2 separate regions of the Mus musculus genome follow, and region 2 is linked to region 1. Evidence: chromatin contacts called from public Hi-C data. All regions are on one chromosome and are shown on one strand. Each heading gives the region's core, a stretch centred on a gene start, on an enhancer-like site or on the middle of the called end of the contact. The rest is flanking DNA. Distances are from core to core; before and after follow the strand shown. Region 1 has its middle 25 kb from the start of Gm46758. Region 2 has its middle 42 kb from the start of Gm39912.

The links. Hi-C and Micro-C count contacts between places; a contact is called where the count stands out from the background.
Region 2: a contact with region 1 is called in a Hi-C map of embryonic stem cells, with 3 times the contacts expected there. The contact joins two enhancer-like sites. A contact is called at or near these places in 1 of 15 datasets of contacts at CTCF or cohesin (the NIH/3T3 cell line), 1 of 484 Hi-C or Micro-C datasets (embryonic stem cells), 2 of 115 datasets of contacts at active chromatin or transcription factors (CD8 T cells and embryonic stem cells) and 1 of 9 other capture datasets (liver).

What each region holds. Positions count from the first base shown.
Region 1 is chr2:116,939,149-116,945,175 of GRCm38.p6, reverse strand. No RefSeq gene overlaps it. Among named protein-coding and RNA genes, the nearest start is that of Gm46758, 25 kb to the right of the region's middle. Within about 2 kb of position 2,540, at least 97 of the 459 cell types and tissues checked have an H3K27ac peak or open chromatin away from gene starts, as enhancers often do. A contact at or near this core is called in CD8 T cells, the NIH/3T3 cell line, embryonic stem cells and 1 more, where this site is marked.
Region 2 is chr2:117,016,137-117,022,163 of GRCm38.p6, reverse strand. No RefSeq gene overlaps it. Among named protein-coding and RNA genes, the nearest start is that of Gm39912, 42 kb to the left of the region's middle. Within about 2 kb of position 3,598, at least 166 of the 459 cell types and tissues checked have an H3K27ac peak or open chromatin away from gene starts, as enhancers often do. A contact at or near this core is called in CD8 T cells, the NIH/3T3 cell line, embryonic stem cells and 1 more, where this site is marked.

The DNA of each region.
Region 1 (6,027 bases), core at 1,291-3,790:
AATACCTCAGGTTGTCCTAGCATAGGGCTGGGGTCAGGAGCCAGAAACTCAGTGACCTCTGACCTCCCCATTTGGATGATGTGAGTGCTGATGGTTAAGTGAGGAATAAGTCACAGCTCTAAGACTATCATGAAAGGGCAGTTTGTGCTCCAGTTTTAGGAAACTATGAAAGGGGAACTACTAGCTAAACGAGTAGGCCTCAATTAGATGTTATTTGGTAAAAACATCGCTTACCTGGTTTACCCCGCAGGAAAAGCTGCACAAAAATGCCAAAGCTGTTTAATTATTTATTCTCTGTAACTCCTGGGGGCTCCTGACTTCACCCAGCCTTTTGACACTCAGCCATAGCCGTAAATACTAGTTAAGAAGAATCAGTTTATTATTAAAGGATATATGATTTTAATTATGTAAAGCTCATATTATTTGTATGTATGTATTTTAATGTATTTCACACACACACCTTGGGCCACAGTCTGCCCTTGGTTTCATTACTAACCACTTTTCTCCTTTTGAACTTCAGTGTTAATAGTTTCATTTACTCATTTTTTTTTCTTTTGTTCATTTATCCATTCAACACAGAGTTTTGAAACCAGTTACACTCCTGGGAAGCTTTGCCCAGAGCACGGGCAGTGACTAGGTCCACGGTGGTTGTGTCTTGCATTCTACTTGGAGAAACTGCACACAGGTTGGTCATAAGCAAGCTACTAAAGTACTAAAGGATGCTGGGTGGAATATAGTGCTGGGTGGGGTATGGTGGTACACACCTCTAATCTCAGAACTCTGGAGGAAGAGGCAGGCAGATCTCTGTGAGTTCAAGACCAGCTTGGTCTATAGAGTAAGTGTCAGAATAGCCAGGGCTACACAGTAACCTGTCCAAAAAGAAATAAAAAAAAAAAAAAGAAAGAAAAAAGAAAAGAAAAGAAAGAAAGAAACCTAATAAGGTGAAATAGTTCAAGGTAAGTGGATAGGATGTCACTGAGTGTGAAACTCATATGGGTGTCAAGAAAGGCCACTGTGCTAAGGAGATATTCTAACAGAGTATAGCAAGCATCCGTCAGGCTGGATTTGCTGGCTGCTTGGGAGGGTCTTTAAGATTCACTCCAAGATACACACACACACACACACACACACACCACAAAACCACAGAGAGAAACAGATATAAACATAGACTATGCACACACACCCCATGGAAGTAAAGGGGGGAATGTAGAGGGTATTTGATGCTTTATAATCTTAGGGTTTTCTATGTGTAAAGAAATATACAATTAAATACAAAACAAAATACTTAACAAAATAATAGGGAATTCAAAGCAAGCCACGAAAATGAAATAGAAGCAACGGCATACTTTTGCTAATTAAGTTTCCTCCGATTACTGCTTTTCTTCCCTTCATTAGTACAAGATAAAAATCACATTGATTGCTTCTTCACATCATCTGGTAATGTTATCTTGCATAAGAAGCATAAACATATAATTAGATATTTAATTTATCTGATTCTATCTTGCCCTTTTATTATTTATCAGACAGAACTACTTTAGCCAGTCCCGGTGTTGCAGGCCTGCAATCCCAGCACTTAGAAGCCAGGGGATGTATGATCACAATGTCCAGGCCTTAGCTACACAAGACCCTATCTTAGAAAGAGAAATGAAACTAGAAAAAAAATTCCTTCAATTTTCCAACCTCAAATGTTTATTTTGTGAGCATTTGAAGAACTGCGTTCAATCTGAGAAAACTCTTCTCAGATGTCGTCTTTTTCAGATAAAGGATTTGGTTTACAAGCCCCTTGTGTCTGCGCCTGCTTGTGAACCTACTACTGAAGATGCTGGTACAGGAAGAGCACTGTGATTCTGAGGGCAGCCTGGACTACGTCCTGAGATTTTGTCTCAAAAAAAGAGAAACAAAACAAACAGCCAAAAGTAATTCTGTAAAATTCCCACAGTGCCACTTTGGTTTCTATTTGTTTACAATCTGTTTCTGTCCTGTCAGCCACATAGTCCTGGTGTGATGAAGACGAATTCCTGTATTGTGACCTCTGTCCTTAAGCTTGAATGTCACAAAGTAAGCAGGCATGCAGGATTGTAGATAAATTCCCAGTATCCGGCTCTCCACCAGTGAAAGTGGTCCCCTGGAGCAGTGTTTCTCAACCTGTGGGTCACAGCTCTTTTAGGAGTTGAATGACTTTTCACAGGGGTCACCTAAGACCATCCTGGATATCAGATATTTACATTATAATTCATAACAGTAGCAAAATTACAGTTATGAAGTAGCAACAAAAGAAATTTTATGGTTGGGGGTCACCACAACATGAGGAACTGTATTAAAGGGCCACAGCATTAGGAAGGTTGAGAATCACTGCCTTGGAGGAACTGAGTCACAACGACTGACCCACACGAAGCATTTGTTTGACTTAAACGCCTTCGCTGGCCTCCAAAGTATATTGGCTCTAGCACTTCAGGGGAGGGCCTTGTGGAGAGTCTATTGTGAAGGACTAAGGATAGGCACAGGAAGCAGAGAGTGTGGGGAGGCTCAAGGGCTTGCTCCAAAGGGAAAGTCAAACACAGATGTAATGCATTCTGTGAGTTCCAGGAAAACTGACTGTGTGAGCCACGGAGGCTGCTGATGCATTTCCTGCTAAGTCATGCTCGCCCACTTCATGTGCATTTCCGTTCCTAATGATAGCCAATTCAGCAACTGTAGTGTGCCCTTCAGCTTTCAGTCCTGCTGGGAGTCTTTAGGGTTCAAATGTCACCAACAATACCTTCATTGCTGCGGTATGAATGCTCGCTGGGATGGTCAGGCAGTCATCCTTCACTAACAAGCCCAACATCCTTGACTCACACTTAGACTGAGAAGTTCCTGGAGGACCCTTCTTATCACTTAAAACGTTTTTGGGGGCAGGCACAGTAGCACACTTCAGCTTCCAGAATGAGGCAGGAGGAACTCAAGTTTGAAGCCACTCTGCTTCAATAGGTATGTACACAAATAAATAACTCTTCGGTGCCTGGCAATTTATCAACTTGTGTGTCCCATGAAGAACTGCTTGACTCATATCTTCAAGGCCTTTATTGCTTAATAACTTTGTCCCATATATTTGGGAGTTAACTTTGTGATATAGTGTCTTGAACCAGGCATTAGCAAACCTTTCCTGTAAAAAGGTCATGTGGTGCACAGTTCAGGTTTTGTGGGCCAGATGGATTCTGTCCGAACTACATAGCAAGACTGTGTTGTGGATGAAGTGGCCATGGACAACTATGTAAACAAATCAGCAGGCTGCGTTCCAATAGAATTGTATTTACATAAGCAGACCCTGGACCACATTTGGGCCACAAGTCATAGTTGTCTTCTAGTTCTCTGTCTCAAATCTCAAGTGTAGCATCCAAGAGTCTGGCATCTTCATAATAATGAGCCTGATGTATCCCCCTGTTTACCTCATGGCATCACTATAAGGGCCAAGGGAGATGTTAGTTGTGGAACTCTGTCATCACATTTTTTTTTATTGTATTTCTTTTTCCAATTTTTATTAGGTATTTACTTCATTTACATTTCAAATGCTATCCTGAAAGTCGGTCATCACATTTAAAGCAGTATATATTGGTAGATTTCTCTTTCTTTCTTATGAAATGACAATACATCTTACCTTTCCTTGTTCTCAAATTTCACATACAGGCAACCACAAGAGGGGATTATAACGACTTTTTCTATCGCATCTATGCTTTAGGGCCTCACATTAAATATTGGTTCCTATGGCGTCTGAAATCTAGTAGAACCTGTGATAGTAAGTTGTGTTGGTTTTTAGTTTGAAGAGAGGGAATAACCTATTACAGACTTGAAAGGTCCTCAGAAGACAGATGGGAAATGTCAGGGTATTTACTGATGTCTAGAGAACCTACATAGATGGAAACCTGTCTTTTACTGCAGGGGCATGGCTGGTGCTGGGTAAGGACCATGACGTAGTGGTTAGGATTGATGGACACAGTGTGCTAAGATGCTGAAGAGGCGTTTGTTCAGACACAGTCTTGCAGTATATCCTATCATATAATAGTTTCTACTGAAGAGTTGATTGGTCCTTCATGAAGTTGCTGATCTGCAAAGTCCTTTGTAACTTTTGGTTTTCTGGCCAAACTGCCTGAAATAGTAAAGCTACACCATGAACACATTAGATTAGTAAAGTCGTGTCCCACTCAGTAAGCTGTCCAGATAAAGAGAGCCGATCTTTGGCCTCGCACAGGTGCACACACATGTAAATATGTGAACCCCTTCTTCTGCTTTTGTATTCTGTGTGTCTCATTGCCCTGTTTCTCATCTCCATTTAGATTTCTTCCTCTCCCTTATGGTCCCCTTTCAAGTTTTATAACATGTGCATTATGCCCACACAGAGATGGACTTCCCCCTCATGTGTGTGTGTGTGTGTGTGTGTGTGTGTGTGTGTGTGTGGCTTATTTTGCTTAGCATAAAAGTTTTTAATTCCACCTATTTCCTGAAAACATCATAATTCTACTTTTCACTGGAGCCACAAAAAGCCCCATTGTGTGTCTATAGCACGTCTTCTTTATCAATTCACCTGTTGATGGATACCCAGGCTGGCTCCATTTCCCAGTTTTTTGGGTTTTTTTGTTTGTTTGTTTGTTTTGTTTTGTTTTGTTTTTGTTTGTTTGTTTGTTTTGGCTTTTTTGAGACAGGATTCATTTACCAGTTATCTTGAATAGCACAGCAGTAGATGTGGGTCCTGAAACACCTCGGTGGTGTGCTGACTTAAAGTCCTTTCAGCATGTTTCTAGGAATGTGGTTCAAGCTGCATTGTATGGGAGTTCTGTTCTCAGTTGAGTGGAGGAACCTCCGTATTGATTTCCATGGTGGTAGATCTGGGCTTGAGAATGCTACTTTATGAAAAAGAATTTTTTTGGTGGGGAGGAGGGTTTCGAGACAGGGTTTCTCTGTGTAGCCCTGGCTGTCCTGGAACTCACTCTGTAGACCAGGCTGGCCTCGAACTCAGAAATCTGCCTGCCTCTGCCTCCCAAGTGCTGGGATTAACTAACGGTGTCCAGCTTTTTTTTTTTTTTTTTTTTTTTTTAGAAATTGTTTTAAGACAGTTTCATGGAGGCTAGGGCTAGGCTGGCACTGAACTTGCTACATAGTTAAAAAATGACCTTGAACTCTCCTGACCCTTTTGCTTTTACCTCTAAGAGTGCTAGAATTGCAGGTAGGTGCCACAAGGCCCAAGTTTTAATGTAGTGCTGGGAGACTGAATCCAGGGCTTCATTCATGCTAGTGAGCACCATACCAACTGAGGTCTGGCCACACCACTAAGCATATTACCTTTCAGATTTAATAGAATAAGCATTCATGATAGGGAAAATAATATATCCATAAGAAATTAGAAGAAATAAGAATGTCTTAATTACAAGGTGAAATTTCAAAGAAATAGATATGAAAGTCAGAAAATTTATGGACACAGGAATTTCTAGGACTAAGGAAATGGCTCTGCTGTGAGAAGAGCATTTGTTCCCAGCGTACACATGGTCAGACAACCATCTGTAACTCCAGTGCTAGGGCATCTAATGCCATCTTCTGTCCTCTTTGGGCACTGTGCATATATGCTATACATACAAGCATGGAGGCAAAAACACATATACAATTTTTAAAAATTAAAAAGAAAAACAACAATTTCTTGCTTTGGAGGACTAGACTAAAGGAACAATAGGCAGAAAGATAAAAATATATTAGGAGGCTATTGTCTGATTTATAAGAAATTGTCATAGGCCACCAAAGTTTGGGGAAAAATATTTATTTCAAATTTTAGTTGTTTTCATTGCTGTGGTATTACAGAGAATTTAGCCCACTATCAGTCTTGAGGACTGCCCTCATTTCTGATACAGTCAGCAAGTTTGATGGGTTCCCATAAGTTTCATCAGTTAGCTAGAAACACTCCTAAAAGCCAGAAAGCTTTTCCACCCAAGGTGATCCTTGTTTTCTGGGAATGATGCAGATTAACATAAGCCAAGAAAAGAAGCAGACATGACTTAACAT
Region 2 (6,027 bases), core at 2,349-4,848, 76 kb before region 1:
TCAGTTGGCTAAATTTGTGGGGAAAGGATGTGGGCAACAGAAAAACAAACTGAGTCACTGCAACTCAGGGGATTAAAAAGAACACAGGCACAATGTACAAATATGTTGGAGGAAAAAGAAACCAGTAGGAAGTTTTGAAGGCTGCAAGGCAGATGAGGTCTCTTGGAAAACATGACTCCCACACAAATCAGCAGCTTCAGGGGCACGGCTGTCTCGGCCTGTTTTCTGAATTACTCAGCCATACTAATGAGCAGCTCTAGGCCCTTGAGAACGACTGTAAAAATGGAACTCATCCATCTGGAGGGTAGAGTGTGCATATGTTACAGAAATCAATAGTACAGTGGTTCTCGACCTTCCTGATGCTGCGACCCTTTAATAAAGTTCCATCTGCTGTGGAACTTTTTTCTACTTCCAAGCCAATATCATTTTTAAATTTTTTCTTTCATATCATAAAATTATGTTGTTGCTACTTCATAGCTGTACTTTTTCTACTGCTATGAACTATAATAAAGCTATCTGTTATGCAGGATATCTGATATGCAGCCTTAAAGGGGTAACGACCCACTGTAGTAGTAGACTGTTTTTTTTTTTTCATGTCATTAAGAAAATGAGCAAAACCTTGTTCTTGGGCTGGAAGATGGTATGGTGATCATAGCACTTGTGACACAAGCATGAGAATCAGAATTCAGATCCTGTTGATCCTTCTAGGAGGAGGGGAGGAGGGATCATGAGGCTCAGGAGACAAACTAACTTTACATGTAAAACTTGCAAGATTTTGGAGGGCCCTTCTCTAGTGTTATAGAAGCAGTGAGTGACTGATACGGGAGGAGGTCCTGATGGGCAGAGCTGTAGTGAGGAGATTCTCTGACCTGGCCAGCCATCTGCCAGTTGTACAAAGAGTTCCAGGTATGCAACCTTTACAAGCCATCATCCATTTGGGGGGTGGATTTTTTGGTGATGCAGCTGTCTTTGGGTTGTTCCTGCTCCTATATCTTCTCAACCATTCCCTCATCCATAATTCTGTAAGTAATTCCTAGCACTAGTTCAAGAAGTTAGAGTTAGTTCTTTAGCCTGTCATGGGTTTCCTTTCTGGAGTGAATAGAAATGTGTGTATCATTATGTCTTCTCCCGAAAAGTCTTGCATACAGCAGATCCCCAGAACCCACATCCACGTTGGGCGAGCATGGTGATCTGCTTGTCATTCCAGTGTTTGAAAGGCTGAATCAGGGGATCCCTGGAGCATGTTGGCTAGTTTGGCTAGCATCATATAGACAAGCTCTAAGTTCAGTTGAGGCCCTATCTTAACGAGTAAGATGGAAAAGGATAGAAGTCTTATGATGTCAATCTGAGGCTTACATATGCATATGTGTACATGTACACATGCACCTGCACATATATGTGCACCCATGCACATGCAAACATGCATGCATACATTTATATGAGGAAAAAAACTTATTCTGTAATCCAGAATAGAAAAGGGATGAATAACTAAACAACAATAAAAAGATTAAGGAAGTTATGTCTAAATGTAAGAAGAATAATGATTAATGAAACTATATATTATATACATTTATATATATATCATTCTATCTATCTATCTATCTATCTATCTATCTATCTATCTATCTATCTATTTAACTGAAGAGAAGATATGCCTGTATGCCACAGTGTGCATGTGGAGGTCAGAACACAAGTTTCAGGCATGGTTTTTCTTTCTACCATGTGAGGATTGGGGGGAGGTGGGGAATCAAATCAAGGTACTTAGTGTTGTCCACAAGCTCCTATACACACTGATACCTCGTCAGCACTGAACATATCATCTTCGATTCGGGTCCTGTGTTACAAGCTTTTGAATGAATTTAGATTGCCTTTCCACGGCAGCAAGAGAGGGCATGAAGTGAACTTTCCAAGACACCAGGATTTTGAGAATGCTTTACTCTGGCTTATCCTCATAGTCAGCTGTTAGTTCAAGGTTGAAAGCTTTTTCTCTTCAATATTTACAGCATGACCTCAGACAGATTTTCCAGTTTTCCAGATACAAGCTAGGAAGTGTCTCATATGAAAACAATTTCCATTTGAAAAGAAAGAGGAGCAGAAGGAGAAAAGGCAGAAAAGAAAACAAAATCGTTTTCTTCTCCCAACCACCTGGAGTCCATTGATCCCACTCCTCAGCCTTCTTCAATGTGGTTCTTTCTAAATAGTCCATAGGCGGGAACACAGCAAAGGCAAGGACCGGACAGCTGTAGAGATTGTTGCATATGTTTGCAGAAGTACTTAAGGGTTTGCATTTTGCCATTGGGGGAGGGTGGGAGGTGGAGGGGTCTGGGGAGGGGAGGGTGAAGTAACCCCAAACATTTTTTTCAGCTGCCTAATGATGAGCATATATTAAAGGAGGCCTGGAGAGTGCAGCTGAGAATGGCCTAGTTACACTCTTAATCAAGCAACTGCAGTACTGGAATTACTGTAACCTTGGGCAGGTTGCTTAACTTTTCTGTACTTCCTTTAACATGGGCATGAGTGAGGGTCCAGGGGGAGGGGGCTAAACCTGTAGCTTCATAACATACATTTTGAGGAGGGCAGAGGCAAAAGTCAGGGCAGGAGAATTCATTACCAAATTCTCAGTTTTTTGGTTTTTGTTTTATACAGAATGGAGCAAACCTGGAATCGGAGCCAGGCAATTGAAAAAAAAAAAAAGATTCCAGATCTGCATGGTAACAATTTAGACTAACTTCCACTCCTGCTAAAAGCTGAGCTGCAGAGGAAGTTCTTCCCTTGGCCAGCTGCCGTCTTGCCTCCCCCACCCAGCAGACCTTCAGGCCGCTCCCTCCCCACATCTGTTTCCAAGCCTTGGAGCATAGGGTCACAGCATGTCGCAATAAGCCGTGTTAGCAGGCAGCATGAATCAGTAGTAAACCTTTGATTTTAATTCCTTGCTTCTTCAAGAGAGGAAGTGTGGTCTAGTGGTTAACCCACTAAAAAAAGCAGCTAAAAGGCAAAATTCTTGGTCCCCAGCATGGCTCTTCTATTCTTGTTGGGGTACCCAGCCATCAAAGATCCCTTTTGTCCCCCAGGGTTGCTTTATGATGTTAATCCCCGAACTGGCCTCACCAGAAGACTCACTTGGGAAACTGATTTTTTTTTTTAAGTCTCCATCCAAGACCTTCCAAGGAAAGGCCTAGAGTGCTCTAGTTTTAACAAGTACTAGGCATGCTTCTTTAGAATCAGTTTTGGCTCAGCTGATCCATCACACAAACTGGAAGGGTGTTTTCCAGAACAATAGGAAGAAGGCTGAGCAGAAAACAGCAAATCTACCTCGGATTTGCTTTGACCAGCTCAGGTGCAAACCACACTGGAAGAGAGGGAAAGGAGATAGGAATTCTGGTCGGCCCTCCCAGCTGAGCGCGCCTGGGTAGGTCAGAGGAACTGTTCTGGCTGCATTTTTCTCATTTTAAAAATAAAAGTGACTAGATCATCTCTTTCGGTTCTGTGAGTCAATGAATTATTTCTGTGAGTTCACAGAAATGCCAGGATGGACTCTGAACATCTCGTTTCCTGAAAATGACAGGGGTGCAGTCCCGGAGGTGTGGGCTGGCCTGTTTAGAGTTGTGGGAAGCCAGCGGAGACAGGCGGTAGCTAGGAGGTTTGGGGCCAGGGCTGCAGGGAGCGGGAGCGGTCTCCTCACCCTCCTCTCTGGAGGCTCTGCAGCTGGCCTGCTTATGCAAAGGCCTTGGCTCCTCTTTTCTTCTTAAAAGCTTTTCTGACTTGTACATTCCCCTGAGGAGCAGATTCATTGTTTTGCAGAGAATTTGTACTGTGTTTTCATGAAAGGAAGAAAGGAGTTGGAATGGAAGGGCTTGGGAGGATTAGCGAGTGGGCTAGGTTGCCAAAGAAATGAGTCTCTCCATGTGTGATAAATATGCACCCGCCATATTGCTGGCCTCAGATGTACCCAGCAAAATCCTTTGCCCCACTTCCACAAGCCCTAGACCGGTGCTCTTATTCATGGTCTGGACACCAGCTTTCTCATCTGTATTTGGAGCGTGTGGGACTCCTTCCATCCCAGAACAAGTGGGGGTGAGTTAGGAGAAGCAGGGATGAGTCATGGTTGTAGGGAAAGGATGTCTCAGGAAGCCGACACTGAGCAGGCTTCCTAGAAACATCCTGACAGGTCCCATAAAGCCCACGTTTGGTTCTAATTATAACATGCCCACATTTGAGCAGTTTTGCAGTTTTCCCATGGAAACTAACAAAGGCTTCTGAGGAAGAGGAGTTGACTCAGATGTGCGCTCTGTGTATAGGAGTGGGAGCCAGATGAACTTATTTTAAATGAGTGGTTGTCCCTGCACTTTTCCAAAGGAGGAGATAGATACCATACTGGCGTGTCTTTACCTCTTGACATATCTGTGAACGGGGTTAACCACATCATATGAAGGGTTAAAACCAGTTCCGAATCATTAAAAAGATAGTTTTTAAAGTCCAAGATGAAGAAGTGGAACAAATTCTGAGAACGTAGAATTCAGTTTTCCCCTCAAGTGGCGTCAAAAGGCAAGCTAAAAGAACAAAACGAAATATCAGAAATTGGCTTTAGAAGCAGTTTTGAAAAAGAGCCCTGTGAGCCCTGTGGGCATATCTGTGTGGCCCACCCCTTGTGGTACAGCCCCAATATGGCGGCTCTGCTTGCAGAAGACCCTAAAGCTCCCACGCATTGCTGAAAAAAAAAATCACACTGTAGTCAAGGGTGGTTCTAGTAGGCTGTGTTATTTTATTTTGTAATTGAAAATGTTGGAAGATTGGTATTGTCTAAGTGATGAAAGGTGGGGAAAATGAATTGAAAATAAAATTTTCATTATTTTACTCGATGATGAACCAGCACAGAATTAAAAGTTATCCTTAGTAACTGTTCCAGAACTAGCAGTCAGTCAGAACCTGGAAGGGTGGAGGGGTTATTATTTGTTCAGTGTGAAATACTGGAATAACTAGAGCCATCAGTGAGGGAAGAGGGACTCCCCAGACTTCCCTGGGGATGGAGCTGATAATAGCGTGTGACTTGGAGCCACTTGAGATTGTGTGTGTGTGTGTGTGTTTTCTTTTTAATTCTTTGTAAAAAAAAAAAAATCAGCATATGTGGCACTTAGCAAAGAAATGCTGGCTATCTATTTTACAAGATTATCATGTGATCCCAGGTTCTGGAAATCTTAGCAGCTAATGAAGTTTGGCTGGTGTGATGTTTAAGCCCCACCACAGGAAGTGGGGCTAGTCAGAAAACATGCTGGCTGTATTTTGAAAATTTCCAGAAGAATAAGAGATTATCTTGCTGTATAAATTGGATGACCTCATGTTTAGTAACATCTTAGGAAACGATTAAAGCAAATGATGAATCCTTTCCTCAGACATAATTTCTTCAGATTCACCCTTGTTCTGTTGTATGATAAGTTCAAAAAGTTTATCTAGATGATAAAGTTATATTAACCTATAATTTTCCATTTTAAGCTTATGTACTTATTTATTTTATAATAAAATGTCATTTACTAAAAGTTAGGACTTGGGTCTGGGGGATGGCTAGCTGTATAAAGTCTTTGCTGCATAACCATATGCACTGGAGTTCAAATCCCCAGGAAGTGTAGAGAAAGTGGGTAGGTTTGGTGGTTAGCCTGTAGTCCCAGCACTGGATGGCAAAAACAAGGGATGCCCTGGAGAAGCTGGCTCATCAATGAACTCTGGGTTCAACTGAGAGCTCTGCCTCCATGAAAAGGATGGAGAGTGATCTGGAAGGATGCATGACATCACCTCTGCGCCTCTACATGCATATGTATGCAAGTGTGCCCACATGTATGTGAGCACACACATACATTTGGGTAAACACACATAAAAATATAAATAAATGGGTAGACAGATTGATAGGGGAAAAAGAACCAGGGCTAAATAAAACAAGCAGTAATCTCTTAAGGAAGGACCCCAAACATTGTTTGACAATTTCTGTTCAAGAACTGGCCATGGTAGTCTATAATCTGTAATCTACTACATGCT